Linked DNA regions of Mus musculus: all the other regions are linked to region 3. A link is a contact called in public Micro-C and promoter capture Hi-C data. All regions are on one chromosome and are shown on one strand. The core of a region is the stretch at or near the end of the contact, and the rest is flanking DNA. Distances in the headings are between cores, read along the strand shown. Region 1 holds the start of Stau2 (staufen double-stranded RNA binding protein 2). Region 2 overlaps Stau2 (staufen double-stranded RNA binding protein 2). Region 3 holds the start of Jph1 (junctophilin 1). Region 4 overlaps Stau2 (staufen double-stranded RNA binding protein 2).

Evidence for each region. Promoter capture Hi-C pulls out the DNA fragments that hold promoters and counts their contacts. Hi-C and Micro-C count contacts between places; a contact is called where the count stands out from the background.
Region 1: a contact with region 3 is called in a Micro-C map of embryonic stem cells, with 3 times the contacts expected there. The contact joins the promoter of Stau2 here to the promoter of Jph1 in region 3. A contact is called at or near these places in 9 of 39 promoter capture datasets (cranial neural crest, embryonic stem cells, frontonasal cranial neural crest and 3 more), 5 of 484 Hi-C or Micro-C datasets (embryonic stem cells and uterus) and 4 of 115 datasets of contacts at active chromatin or transcription factors (astrocytes, embryonic stem cells, forebrain and 1 more).
Region 2: a promoter capture Hi-C map of liver shows a contact between it and region 3, with 4 times the contacts expected there. The contact joins the enhancer-like site here to the promoter of Jph1 in region 3. A contact is called at or near these places in 7 of 39 promoter capture datasets (the 3T3-L1 cell line, the HPC-7 cell line, erythroid cells and 3 more).
Region 4: a contact with region 3 is called in a promoter capture Hi-C map of pre-B cells, with 2.2 times the contacts expected there. The contact joins the enhancer-like site here to the promoter of Jph1 in region 3. A contact is called at or near these places in 5 of 39 promoter capture datasets (the HPC-7 cell line, embryonic stem cells, erythroid cells and 1 more), 1 of 115 datasets of contacts at active chromatin or transcription factors (stem cell-derived neural progenitor cells) and 1 of 9 other capture datasets (embryonic stem cells).

What each region holds. Positions count from the first base shown.
Region 1 is chr1:16,517,400-16,521,061 of GRCm38.p6, forward strand. Stau2 (staufen double-stranded RNA binding protein 2) reads right to left here and starts at 1,903. Exons shown (of 14, transcript NM_025303.3): 1 at 1,774-1,903.
Region 2 is chr1:16,307,383-16,311,111 of GRCm38.p6, forward strand. All of the region lies in intron 12 of Stau2 (staufen double-stranded RNA binding protein 2), which reads right to left. C130013N14Rik (a long non-coding RNA gene) reads right to left here. Exons shown (of 2, transcript XR_003947751.1): 1 at 3,573-3,729. Among named protein-coding and RNA genes, the nearest start is that of C130013N14Rik, 5.5 kb to the right of the region's middle. Within about 2 kb of position 1,934, at least 4 of the 459 cell types and tissues checked have an H3K27ac peak or open chromatin away from gene starts, as enhancers often do. A contact at or near this core is called in liver, where this site is marked.
Region 3 is chr1:17,095,961-17,099,175 of GRCm38.p6, forward strand. It overlaps Jph1 (junctophilin 1), which reads right to left and starts at 1,929. Exons shown (of 5, transcript NM_020604.2): 1 at 1,266-1,929. The coding sequence starts at 1,644. It overlaps Gm46085 (a long non-coding RNA gene), which reads left to right and starts at 1,873. Exons shown (of 3, transcript XR_001778833.2): 1 at 1,873-2,291; 2 at 2,721-2,865; 3 at 3,165-3,215. It overlaps Gm31982 (a long non-coding RNA gene), which reads right to left. Exons shown (of 4, transcript XR_865203.2): 4 at 2,613-2,825.
Region 4 is chr1:16,226,261-16,229,967 of GRCm38.p6, forward strand. Stau2 (staufen double-stranded RNA binding protein 2) reads right to left here. Exons shown (of 14, transcript NM_025303.3): 14 at 2,550-3,606. The coding sequence ends at 3,513. Among named protein-coding and RNA genes, the nearest start is that of Gm7568, 25 kb to the right of the region's middle. Within about 2 kb of position 2,216, at least 179 of the 459 cell types and tissues checked have an H3K27ac peak or open chromatin away from gene starts, as enhancers often do. A contact at or near this core is called in pre-B cells, where this site is marked.

The DNA.
Region 1 (3,662 bases), core at 653-3,152, 580 kb before region 3:
AACGAATGACTTTACCCAATGGGCCATCAAGACAGCCCTACCTATTTTTGTTATTTTGTAGAAAGTCGGTCTTCCCTAGAGCTTCATTCCAGGTAAGTCAAGTAAGGTAAAAATACAAACTTCAACCTTTTCCATGCTGAAGTATCCAGAAGCAAAGGGCTATAACATATCTGTCTTACCCACAAACAGCACAGGGGGTCTGTGTGTGTGGCTGAGTAAATGATAAATGGGCATCATGATAACAGGTGAATCTGGGTAGAGGAATAGACTGTTCTTTGTATTGTTCTTATTCTGACTTTACTGAAAGCTGAAATTGTATCCAACGGGAAGTTAAAAAATATATGCTACTAGAAATTTACCTACTTGAATACAAAACACTGTTTCTTAAGGAAACACAGTAATTTGTGAATATACTACACATGAGCAACAAATCACAACTAGACATCACTTTGGAGTAGATTTCATAAACTACTGCCATGCCATACCTTGAGACAGGTGCCCAACACTGACAGTGGCCACATAAACCATGCATGCAGTTGGGCATTACAGATATGCACACTTAATACAGGCCTGCAACAGATCCACAATCATATGATATTTAGGTTTTTCAGTAAAATAAGACACAAAGACCTGCTTTGTTAAAAAAAAATAGTCAGGTCTTAGTTTTTTCTTTTTTCTTGACTTGTGCCTTTCCTCTATAGTTCTATTCATGACAGTAAGTTGAATCGACTTAGAAAGGATGGGGAAGAAACATTCTACTGAACATTTGACAGTGTTACTATCTTTTTGCCTGCCCAACACCTTCTCTATTTCAAGTGTTAGCCCTCAGAAAACACAAGAATACATCAGAATCCAAGTTCTATTTGTATTAAGAAAGTTCCCTAACACTGGATAACAGATTTTTGGTTACTGTAATACATTTAAGGATCATCTGTACGATTTCTGTGAGATTTGGTCCCTTTTAAATTGCTTAGTGCATTCATACCTATTGGATGGTCCATCTCCACTCAAGTACTTCTAAGCTTTTTTGTGGCGGGGGGGGGGGGAAATAGGAGATAATAATGAAATCTGCTCATACTGCAAAATGTTGTACCTAAATAATTGCAAGGACTTCCAGACTTGGCCCCCACCCCCACCCCTCAGCGCACGCGCCCAACCAGACTCCCATTCCCACCCCCTACCCAGGTCTCCTAGTTCAATCGCCTTGACTGCCTCTGCGAAACTGGCCCGTCACTCTGCCCGGTCCCCCACCCTACAGAGACCCGGTCCTCACGGTAGATTCTGCGGCCAAGCTTTGTGTTTCACCCAACTCCCCACGCCCGGGCAAGGTCACTACCTCCAACTACTCCTTTAAGCCGAGCCGTCACGGTCCTAGTTCGCAGGAGGCTCGGCGGAACTTGCCTGTCATAGGGCTATATTTTGTCCCCTCTGCCCCACCTCCCTTCCCCATTTCGGCGAGTTACGTCTTCGCCACTTGCCCATTATACAGAAATAGCCACCGCCATCGCCCCGGCCCCGCCGCCCCCACGCCCCTGCAAGGCCCGGGTGACCTCCGCGCCCCCCGCCGTCGCGCCCGGCGCCCCCGCCCCGCCCTGCCCCTGCGGACACCTGTACGGCTCGCCGCGGCACACGCCCCCCCTCCCCTCCCCCAGGGCGGCCGAGGGCGGCGCGGGAGCGAGGCCGCGAGAGACGGCCCTGCTGGCTCCCGGCGCTCTGCCTCGGAACCCGCCGGCGGAAGTCAGGCCTGGCGGCGCCGCTCGCACCAGGATTTACCTGCGGGCCACGGACGCCCGGCAGACGGCTCCACATGGGCGAGCGCTCCAGAGCTCCGCCGACGCCGCCTGCTCCCTCCTCGGCTCCCGCCCCCCGCCTCCGCCTGCCGCCCTGCGCTCCCGCCGCGCCCTCCCGGGCCCGCGCCGCGCGCCCCCGCCTGCGCCGCCGCGCCCGCGCCACGCCGCGCGCCCCCGCGCCAGCTCTCTCTCGCGCTCTCTCTCTCCAGCTCGCTCTGTCTCTCTGTCTCTCTCCCCTTTCTTTCTCTGTCTCTCTCCTCTCTCTGTCTGTCTCTCTCTCTCTGTGTCTCTCCCCCCTCTCTTTCTCTGTCTCTCTCTCTCCTCTCTCTGTGTCTCTCTGTCTGTCTGTCTCTCTCTCTGTGTCTCTGTCTCTCTCTCTGTGTCTCTGTGTCTCTGTGTCTCTGTGTCTCTCTCTGTCTCTCTGTCTCTCTCTCTCTCTCTCTCTCTCTCTCTCTCTCTCTCTCTCTCTCTCTCTCTCTCTCTCTCTCTCTCTCTCTCTCTCTCTCTCTCTCTCTCTCTCTCTCTCTCTCTCTCCACCTCTCCCCGCCTCCCTTCGCGGTCGAGCGGCCATTGTTCGCCGCGCCGTTCCCGCCCCCTGGCGGCTTCTGGGACCCCCGCATCCCGGGGCGCTGCGGGGCTTAGGCCTGGGGTCTCGGGCCGCGCCGGGGCCCGTCCCGGGAGCTGCTGCAGGAGCACGCTGAGGGCGCCCGGCCCGCAACTGCGAAGGTGCTCCAGCACCGGCGGCTCAGCCTCTCCCGCACCCGCTGCCCCTGGGCTCTCTAGCAGCCTGTCCCCGACGCTCTGCTCCTACCTTTCCCGGCTCGCTGACTGCCCGCCTCTGCCTAGCTGGGGACGCGCGACCATCCCGCGTCCGTTCCACTGCGGTGCGACGTAGGATTCGGCGGATCCTGCACCTTTCTAGACTGGAGGAGGAAGAAAGGGGAGGAGGGTAGCAAGCAGCGCAAGCGAGCCCCCATCACCTGCTCCACGGCCCACATCATTCATCAGGAAAAAATGAATAATAAATATATTAAAGTTGTGTGCCCGTACCAAAAAAAAAAAAATCTTTAGAGCCAAAAATGAGGATCGTCTTAAAACACTGTCCTAGATCCTTGGTTTTTGAAGAGTGCTAAAAAACTCAAATTACTTGTTCTTTTGTCCTGGTTTAGATATGGGTTAGGTATGGCCAGATAACGTCAGCCTAGTTAAGACCAATGGATTTTAAATAAGTGGCACCAAAAATCATATGAAAAAGAAGTCTAGAAATAGAACTATTAGTGTATTCTGACTGGCATTATTCTTCCTGGGGTTTCCTTGGTATGGCTTGTCTGCCTGGGATATGTCTGTGAGCCCTGTGATTTCAGTCATATTTTAAAACCAACTCTACAAATGAGGCAGTATTTGTGGATCTATTACCTTATACACTGATTTACAATTTTTAAAGAGACAAAAACGTGATACTGTATGTATAGGCGAGATACCTGTAAAGCTCTCTAGCTAGAGCCTGACATCGTAGTTTCCGGTGATACAGTGTAGGCAAGCACTTCGTTTGTCTCTCATGTTTCCCGTGTGCCTTTCTCACTTTTCACTTCCACTAGTTTTCTCAAATATGTGGATTCCTTCTTAAATGGGGACCACCCCTTAATTAATGGTTTCTAGCTACTTGGGCCTCATTCAGGTGTTCAGTGATACAAACGACTACAGGCCCTTCACATCAGGGAAACAAGCCTTCCATGGCTGTTCTTTCCACAAGTTCGTTCGCTCTGCCTTCAATCTATTCTCTCTTCACTCAATGAACAGATTATGAAAAAATGTAAAAAAAAAAGCTGTCAGAAAATACCTCCTGGGGAAGCTAATTCCTTCCAGCAGACC
Region 2 (3,729 bases), core at 684-3,183, 790 kb before region 3:
GGAGAGATGGCTCAGTGGTTAAGAGCACTGACAGCTCTTTCAGAGGTCCTGAGTTCAATTCCCAGCAACCACGTGGTGATTCATAACCATCTGTAATGGGATCTGGCACCCTCTTTTGGCGTGCAGGCATACATGAAGGCAGAATACTGTATACATGATAAACAAATAAATCTTTAAAAAAAAGTTGAGAGTGAGTCCTTTTGCTTGCTCAGTGTTGGAGACTAAACACGGTGCCTCATGCATGCTAAGCACACCCTGTTCCACTGAGCACAGATGCTACCGTTTGATCTCATGTTGGTCGAGCGATGACCCTGCTTACCAAACAGAAGCAATATGACCTAGGTTTGCTGGTGACATACTCCTGTCTTATCTACAAAGAATAATAGATGGCATCTTTCATTGCCACCTTGTGCTTATAATTTAATTTACCTATGTTAAATATTTGGGGACTTAAATGGTATAAAGTAGTTTCCATCGGAGGATGCAAAAGAAGTTCCAATGAACTAAAGATTATTTTAAAATGTGTGATTTGAAAAGGCAATGCTTGCCAGCACATAAAGAGAGCCAGCCAAATAGCAATCAGCCGTGGAAGTACAGTACTCAGATTCTGAAATATAAGCAGTATAAGTATATATAAGTATATATATATATATATATACAGTATATATAAGGTTTGTTCAAAGAGGAATTTTGGACAAGGACAAAGAGGCATGACTTAATTGGAGGTGTATTTCAAAGGGAGAGAAGGTTTCTGGTTTTCAACTTTAAAACAGTGGACTAAATCATGCACACTGCATAATCCAATTTTACTAGGAAAGCAAAATTAGGTTGTAAATGTGACCTCCAGTGAGCAGTAATGCTCTCAAATCTTTGGCAGAGGGAACTATATTCCGTTGATTGTGTCTTTTAAAAAGACTATACAGTTCTCTACTCTAGATTTCACATCCTTTTAGCCAATTATACATACATGGCATTTATTGGTTTAATAATATACCAATGTGAACTGTTCACAAAGGTTTTTTAAAAAAATCTTTGAATAACATCTTACATGCAGATAGAAATGGTTAAGAACCCTAAGTTCTTACTCATTTTTTTTTAATTAGAGGGGACATTAATAATTAGAATACTTAACTAGAATTAAGGAATTACAGGTATGGGGTGTTATGCAGCTCCAAAATTGGCCAAACGTATTCGGAACTCTAGGGAACGTCCGCTGGTCTGAAATTGTGAGTGCAAATCACCTTTGTAGACATAAGCTGTGGGAAAGATGAAGCCACAGCTCCTGGAGCTACATAAGACAGCTACACTCAGTCTTTTTCATAGTGGAGTTGAGAAAATAAGTTTTTATACATAAATTATTATCTATTTTGCTGATAAAAACTGGTGTTTTATTTCATTTTTCTTTCTCATCCCAGGGGAAGGGGTAGTGGGAGAAGAAAGCAATGAGCAGGTTCATGGATTCTGACTATAGTCCAAAATAATTTTACAGCTCAAATTTATAAGTCACTCATGTGCACAATACCACTGGATGTATATAACCTCTTAGAGATGTAGCCATGCTGTATCATGCAGAAGGGAAATTATGAGTCAGTTATAGAGTGCAGAATATTTTCTCTTCCCAAACTTTCCCTACAGCTCGCTGTTGCTTCTAGAAACTGCTTAAGCATCTGAAATAAAAGGTCACTATAGAAACAACTGAATAGCTTGTATTACTTACAAAGAAGTCCAGCTATGAAGCATTTCTAAATGGAATTTCAGCAAGGAGACAGAAGTAACCTTTGCTACAGGCAAACTCTCTTTCATTGCTCTGATGAATACTGATGAAGACAGAGTTGTTTATTATTTCTTTAGAGGGATAAAATTAGTTTCCTCTGTGAGTAAATAAATCCAGAGTCCACAGTCAAGTCTACTGTGCTAGCTATCACACAGGTAGTATTCCCAGGGCACTGGCTCACACTCCAAGAATGAGCTCTGGCCACGTTTAACATAACAGAACAGCTGACACAAGACTCAAAAGCTAAATGCTTTTTTAAAGTTTTTTTTTTTTTTTTTTTAAAGTCTATGGTTGAACCCGCTTTTCTACAAAGGGGTAGGAAATCAATACAGAAGGTTCTACAGGATGCAAGACCTCTTAGGCCTCTTAGAATTCCTTATCTCTGCCTTGGGGTAGGGAAGTGGTCAAAGGCAAGACCAACATAAACAGCACTAGGTCTGTCCCCATAAATATATTTATGAGCACGAAGCTTGAATTCCACATAATTTTCACATCATGAAATTTTATTTCCAGCCACTTTAAAGTGTTAAAGACATTTGTAATTTGGGTAGCAGAATGAACTTGGCCATGGGTCATGTATACTGATTCCTGATCTAGTACACCAACATGTAATAACTATATTGAAAAGTAGTTTCTGGTGATGCATCCTGAAGTGAGATAGTTTTAAAGCTATGGACTTCCTTAACTGTTATATTTGTATAAAATCAAAATTTCATATATTAAACATCAACAAAAGAAATTTTATTTCTACAATGAGATACATATTGGATGGAGAAAATATTCTGAAATGTAAGAATCAAAAATATTGAAGCATTTTTTCAAAATAAACCATATACTCACTTGTCTTTTAAATGCATCTCCATTCATGTCCCAGTTCATTAAAAACTAAGAAATACTCAAGTTAATTATTTTCCAAAGTCTTTGCTCTGGTAGCTCCAGAACCTGACAGGGACAGTGACAACAAGCATGGCCTCCCCATGACATGTAGCACTGACTGATCAATACAGACCTGCCAAAGGGGCCAAAGGTTAATGCTTATTCTCTGCTAGTGACATCATGAATGCAGAACCTGTCGAGGCTCCCTCTGATGATCACTGGGATCTCGTATGCTGCAATGCCACTGAACTATATTTTATATTGATAAAGAGTTGTATTTGTCTTAATCAACTGTTGCTGAAGTGTAGGATGCTTGGCATCATTAAGATTCTAGGAACACAGTCTTAAGTCATACTGCCCAGTGTCCCATTGGGCAGAGGCTAGAACTAAGACATGGCCCCAGTATTTAAACCAAGTAATTCAGACACCAAGAAAGACAAATGCATATGAATGATAGGCAAAACAAACAAAACAAAACAAAAAAACAAAACAAAAAAAACCAAAAAACAAAAAACAAAACAAAAAACCCAAAACCTAAAGTCTGTAAATAGCCCAGGAGAGCCACTAAAAGGCATGTAATCCCTGAGTAGAGTTACTTCAACATGTGGAATTATTATAATCTTTACATTAAAAAAGTCTATCTAGAGTCATCAGAAAAGAATGCTTATAGGTTGAACACTCTCATATCCATTTTATTTTAGATATTCTGCAAAACCAAGCTCCCCTAGTTTTCTTAGGAATCCAATTTACTTCCTTCCTATAAACATGAACTGAATGCCTCCAAAATGCCTAGGAACAAGAAAAAAACCTCAAGAAGATAACCATGAGAGAGAAAACGGGAAATGGTTTGGTGAGTGAGCCCACGGGCTAATGTAAAAATTACAGAAGAGTGTCAGATAGATGGGTCAGGGGTACTCCTTACTCTGGTGGAGGACGTTGGTTGGTTTCCAGCACCCACAGGGTAGTTTACAAGCATTCATTAACTCCAGTTCCAGGTCATTTGATGTCTTTTTTGACTTCCACAGGCATGATGCACATTGGGGGCAAACACACATACACAGAAAATAAAAGATGGAAAA
Region 3 (3,215 bases), core at 679-3,178:
ATGAGAACCATATCCTTATTTATACTGCAGGGCCAAATGGTATTAAAAAAAAAAAAAGCAAATCCTACCATTCTGCTGTTTTGCATTTGAAACACAGCCCAAGTGTTCTGAGCAAGTGAAGTGTACAAATTGTATAAGCTTTTATATAAGCAATAGCATAACGGAATTTCAGTGGGCTGGAGAAACTTTTAATTGGATCCCTTTAATATCCTCCAACTCTGAAGCAGCTTAATTTCAAAAGGTGACATCCTATAATCCTTTTCAATTAAATATGACTATGTTTATTATCAGAAAATAGTCTTTGCCCAAACATAGCCCTATTCATCTCTCCCAGCTTTGTCTTTAAAAAAATTAATCAACTTTTGACCCCTGTTTCACTAATGTATGCTTTCTTAGCGGAAAAAAAAAAAAATGAACCCGTTCCTATAACATACAGAAATTATAAGGCAAACATTGTTAAATCACAACCAGGCTTACTTTTTAGGCCACACCCCTAATGTATATCCAGGATATAGCATACTCTTTAACCTTTTTAAATATTTAATGGAAACTCCGTCCATTTTTCCTAAAGCATTTTCTCAAGATCTCCAGGTCAGCAAAGATTACAGTTCTTCTGATTCAAAAGTACTTTAAGGAGCCAAGTGAAAGTTAGGGAGAAAATTAGGAATGCCGCTTGCTTTGGGCAGTTGCTCTGCTGCCTGTAACTAGGACTCTAGAAAATACACCCTCAATAAGGTCCAATTCCCCAACATCCTACTTATGGGGTTCTGGCTTCTATCTTTAGGCTAACTGGAGGGCCAGAAGCGAAATACGAGACTCTACGTGAAACCAAACCGCGCGGCGGTCAGCACCGACCGGCAGCCACACAGCTCAAGACGTCCCTCTAACTCCTCCGGAGTGGCGATTTCAAACCCGGCCTGGAGAGGGAGGGATCAGGAATGTAATGTGACAGGCTCAAGTGACAGTGTCCTCTCTCCTGCCCAGCCCTCCCGGGGCAGCGCGGCTCTGGGCCCCGGCCAGGTACCTGCACGCCTAACTCCCGGGGTATGGACAGCCTACCCGCCCGGGGAGCCGCAGACACTTGCGACCCAGCCGCGAGACCAAGTGGTCTCCCTCGAAATGGGGAGGAGGGCGAGAGGGAGGGTAGACTCCCCAGATGTTTTGGCGGGTTTCCGGACACGTGCGTCTCGCGTCCTCCCCACGTCCCCGAAGCCAGGGAAGAGCCCACCGCGTCAGCCCTCGGAGACTCCCGAGATGCCGCTCACCTCCATCCCCGTAGGTCTCCACGCCGTACCCGTCCTGCAGCCCGTTACTCCAGGTCCCCTCGTAGCGGGCGGGGGTGCACAAGCTCTGCCGGACCCCGTAGCGCCCCTTGAAACCATGTGACCACTCCCCCCGGTACATCCACTTGCCCTTCGTCTCCACCCCCAGCCCGTGCCGCTTGCCCTGCGCCCAGTAGCCCTGGTAGGTGTTGCCGCTGGGCCAGGTGTAGACTCCAACCACCTCGAAGCCGTGCGACCAGGAGCCAGAGTACTCGCCCTGGCCCTTGGGCCCCGTGCAGATGCCATGCCCGTGCGCCTTGCCCTCCTCCCAGCCGCCGCAGTAGGTGCCGCCATCGTCGAAGTCGAACCTTCCGCCCGTCATTCGGGGGGCAGCCCCGGCGCGCTCCTCGTGGGGGCACAAACGTGGGCAGAGCTGGGCACCGCAGGGTGTAGCTCCGGGGTAGGGGCCCGTCGGGCGAGCTCACGACTGCGCCCCGGGCAGCTCGCACCGCCGATCGGCTCCAGTCCGACGCCGCCCCCGTCTTCCCCTCCTCTTTCGCCGTCGCCACCGCCGCCTCTCTCCCTCCTCCTTCGCCGCCGCCCCGGCCAGCGCCGCGCGCGAGAGGACAGCCCAGTCTCCAGAGCGGACTTTCAGCTGCTCCCACCCGCCCACGTGAGCCGGGCACCGCCCCGCGCCCGCCCCTAGTCCCCTCCCTGGGCGCGGAGGCCCGGCCCCATGACACGCCCGCCCGCACGCCCGCCCGCCGGGCCCTGCCCCCAGCCCGCGGAGCCGAGCTTCTCCTCCGGCTGCTTGGCGCGCGAGCTCTGGGCACGTGTGTGTCTGCGGAGTGGGCTGTGACTGGGAGGGCCAGTGTACTCTGAGACGTGAGACGGTCAAGCCTGCGGATAAAGGTGCGGCTGCCTGTGCTGGGGACCTGCTCTTTGCTGCTGGAACCTCCAGCTTTTCAATTGTGTTTAGTCTTCTACAAGTGAGGCCACCTGTGTGATAGAGTGACAACTCTTGTGTAGGTGGGTGGTGGTGGTGGTGGTGGTGGTGGTGGTGGTGGTGGTGGTGGTGGTGGTGGTGGTGGTGGTGTGTGTCTGCATAGGGTTTGTAGTTGCATTTTTTCCCCCAGCATTCCAACTTGAGCTCTGTTGGATTTGTCATGCGCAGCTGTCATCATGAATTAATATGCTCCAAATATATGTCTGCATGTGATAAATCTGTGGCAGCCTAGATATAATTGTGCAGAATGTTCTTTTACACCTACCCATTTCAGGGCACATGTGTTTGCATTTCTTTTCATGAAGATTCCAAGAGAGGCAATGCAGTTTGAAAGAGCATGGGCATGAGTTGTTTGGGTTTTATTTGTAGAAGTGATGGGCTTTGTAGCTGGCATTGCAGGAACACAGGGCATTGTCTTTTACATTCCAGCCTGTTCCCTCATCTGTTCTCAGCTTTAGAAATGCTACATCCTGGAGCTGTGCACCCAAACAGGCTTAGTCTGTATGTATTGCTTGAGTGCCTGGAATGCACACCTGGGACCTCTCCACTGTCGCCCACTGTTTAGAAAAGAAAACACAGTTTTCAAGGAGAAATATGGTAAGTAAAGCACTCTGCTAATGTAACAAAGAAGCCATGAACTTCTAAACACAGGACAGGTGTCAGCTGATGCACTCTCCTGCAGCAGCACTCACTGCCTTGTTGAACTCACTTCAGATACCTCCTCTAAACTTTATCTCCATTTTCTCAATGGAAATACCCTCCCCTTTCTGTGTTGGGGAAAGACTTGGTGTATTTCGATGGTAGTACCCGTAAAGTCAAGAATTGCTAACAGGATAGTTGAATCACATACTACAGCCTCTTTTAGGAGTGGCATTGATCTCTCCTTGCCTTCACAGTGCCAGTGGAGGAAGTCTTTTCCCCAGGTCACAAGCCAGGGTCTCAGAAGG
Region 4 (3,707 bases), core at 966-3,465, 870 kb before region 3:
TACATCTTCTCATTCTCAGGTTTTAGATGGAAAGCTGAAGGCTGAAGATGTTAAATGACTTCAATAAGGTTACAAGTTAAGATAACTAGTTTATTCTCTCAGGCAAGATGCTGTATCCAAGCAGGCACGACTTCTCTGTCCAGGTCACCGCTCACAGAATCAGAGAGGAATCTTCTTGAGGCAGATGTTTCCATTATTCTTCCAGTCAACATTTTCCAAGTGCTTGATATATTAAATATCCAACTTTCTACACTGAGTACTTACTGGATTAAATATTGTTTCAGGCAGAAGACAATGTCCATTGAAGGTTAAAGAGTGTTCACTCTAGTAAATGTGCATGGGGGAGAAATGGAAGACATTTATGTGAAATAAGGTGCATGTCTAGAGATATAGGTGTGGTGGCATAAGCCTATAATTCTGCATGAACAAGGCTCAAGGAAGAGGCTCATGAGCTCAGGGCCAACCTAGAAAATAAAGATACAGAGCAAGCTCTGGGCAGTTATTGTCCTCACTCACATCATCAGGATTTACACACCAGTACATAGGTCTGGACACATTCCCAAAGCCACCAAGGCATTCTGGGAGACTCTGGATAATAAGCTAAGCTTCCCACCCCCACACCCCTCTGTGTGTGATGTGTCCATGTGGGTATTTGCACATGGAGGCCAGAGGTTGCTGTGCCATCTCCAATTGCTTCCTGCTTTATTTGTTTGAGACAAAGTCTCTCACAGAACCTGGGAACTCAGTAATTTAGCTAGACTGTCCTGCTGAGAGTTTTCTTCTGCCTGTCTCTGCCTCCTGTGTGTGTGTGTGTGTGTGTGTGTGTGTGTGTGTGTGTGTGTATGTGTGAGTGTGTGTTTGTCAGAAGCATGCCACTCCACCCAACTTTTCCATGGGTGCTGGTGATCAGAACTTAGATCTTCACTAGGCCCAAAGTTAAAATGTTCAGATATCTCACTTTCACTCTATGGTGTACAACATTGGTTGAAACTTCGGGGAGGGGGGTGTAGAAAGGATCATAACTGAGAATATGTTCTGGGGAGAAGGATGCCAGACAGTTTCTTAGAAGGGTCACCCCAGAAAAGGGGAGGAACTTCTGTCATGGCCTGATGGGTGGTGTCTCACCACTGATCTTTGGCAAGTAGTAGTGGAAAAGATAGTCAGAGTTCCAGAATGCACTATTATATTTCCAATTAAAATGTGAAAACAAACCTTTTTCATGAAGCACATTGGCCTCAGCCCTAGGAAGTGACTACAAAGGTCTGTGATGATTGAGACAAGCTGAAAGCAGACACTGTAATTGATAGAGAAGATAAGTCAATCTGTGTCCTTTAAAGAATAATGAGTTCCATTTTTCATCAAAAAGATCTCCTTGTGCTGAAGAAACATCCTTTCAATAAATCTGCTTAATGGTTTCCCCTCTAATGATATATAACGTTGGGCTGTGCGGAGCCGCTGCAGAGGGCCTTGCCAGGGATGTAGGCCACCCATCATTTGCATTGGTAATTCAACAGGAAAAAAAAGAGGAAAAAAAAAAAAAAAAAGACAGAGCAAGCAGAAGCTGCACAGAAGCATCCCTGCTCCAGGAACTACACCAGTGCCTTTCTGGGCAGGTCTAGAAGTAGAGGTGCAGGATATTGGATGAGGGACCAATATTTATGCAAATGTCCAGTCTCCAGACATCTCTGCTGCTCTGGGGGTTTTGAAATGATTCAGCTGGCCAGACAGCCCTGGTTAAATGCTTCGGATACCTGAGTGGTGAGAACTGAGGACTTTTGTGTCCCTTGAGCTTGCCACCTTCCCACAGACCTGCCCAGCTCACTGTTGTTGTAGAAGATTGCGGTGTTTACTGTGCATGACTTCAGAGGCCCTGAAGGAAGTGGGCTTTCACCTCACCCAGGTGCTGAAGCCTCAGGCGGCCAAGTCCTTGCTGATCAAGGGCCCACATCCTGCCAAGGGAATGAGTTAGGAGCCCCTGTGTCCTTGATTACACAGCAGGACTGTGCCCAAACACCCCTGAGAACCCCAACTCTACAAATGTGTTGTTCTTTTCACTGGGACCCAGCCTTATGTAACCAAGCTTACTTCCTCCAAGGGCACCAAGCCCTCCCAATACCGCCGGACTTCCCCACATGGGAGTCATTAACCCCGGAGTTATTTCCTTATGGCGCTGTTTGTTTATTCTCCAGTCGCGCGTGTGAGTCAGCCAGATCGAGATGTGTAGTGGTTTTGCTTGTGAAATCTTACATAATTCTATTCCTATTGTCAGGTTGGGCCGAGTAGTTAGACCTTACAGTATTTTCTCATTTCGCAATGTTTGCAAATCAATAAGGAGAAAGCCTGAACAATGAGGTGACAAGCTGGCCAGACCAGGCCCTCCTTAGGCCCCAGTCGCCCAGGAGGCCACCTGCAGTTTCATAGATACAGTCACTTTTAATTCCATGACTGGGTAGGACAGTGAGGCTGGGTGGTGACCTTCCCCACAGATTTCACAACGCTGACATTTTAAAAGGCGGGAGGAAGGGACTGAAGGAACAACTCATACAGAAACGGAACAAATCTTTACTGCATTTGCCCCACACTGGATTCCAACATGCTGGTCCAGAGCGTGATTGGCTAGAAGCTTCTCCAACAGGCATTCCATTCCCCACCATGTACAGTATTTATTTTGATCCTACTCACTGTTCCGAGTCCAGAGGCAGTTACTAGAGACACTCGATGTGAACAGTGAGTGGCTACAACACACAGATGGGGGTGGGCACAATTTCCACGACAGCGTAGACTCCTGGAGCGATGGGCAGAGGCAAGACGCCCCCTCGATGGCTGATGGCATCCTATAGAACAAAACCCATAACTGCTCGGTTTTGTTTCATTTTGTCTTTTTAAAAGTTCCGAAATATATGGAAACTACTTGTTCCTAGTATTATTTATATTTAAATCAGTTATCAGACCTGATTTAAAACAGTTGTTTGCATACATCTTTGTGCTATGCACCTTAAAATAATTTGGTTGTATGTGCAAGATGAAGGTCACAAATATCTGCATAAAAAGAGAAACTGAGACTATATGAGGACAAGCATCACATTCCACAGCACATCAGTGGTTAATTTCTGAATTGTCAAGCATTGTTTCAAACAAGAGAGAGTAGAACAACACACTTGCCACGACAAAGCAATTGCAAGGACAGAACCAAGCCATTTTAAAACTGTAGCCTTGTTTCTAACACTTTTCATTAATTGTTATTTTTAAGCTCCAGTAGTAGGATCAGATTTCTGCTGCCTCTGGGCAAGTGAGTTATGATCTGATCTCAAGTTCCAAGGGAAATGCTCAAAGTTTTATTTTCCCCCAGTTGAATAAACAGTACCAAGTACATTATCTCCTGTGTTAGAATAGTGTTGTCTTCACATAAGACTCATAATGCTATTAGTCATTCGTTTCCTAGAACACAGACACCCTCGTGCGTGCTGACAGGTTTATACGGACGCAGTGGCAGCCGTGGGTTCTGGGAGCTGCTAGATGGCCGACTTTGATTTCTTGCAGTCCTGAGAGATGGAGGCCGGCTTCGCCTGGTTATTGTCTGCTTTCTCCCGCAGATGCTTGGCTTGTCTGAAAGATTAATACATTAACAAGAGCTGAGGTCTGGGCTGTGCATCTTCAGACATGTTTATTAGCAGACGGCACACAGGATTCAAAGGTCACCACAAAAG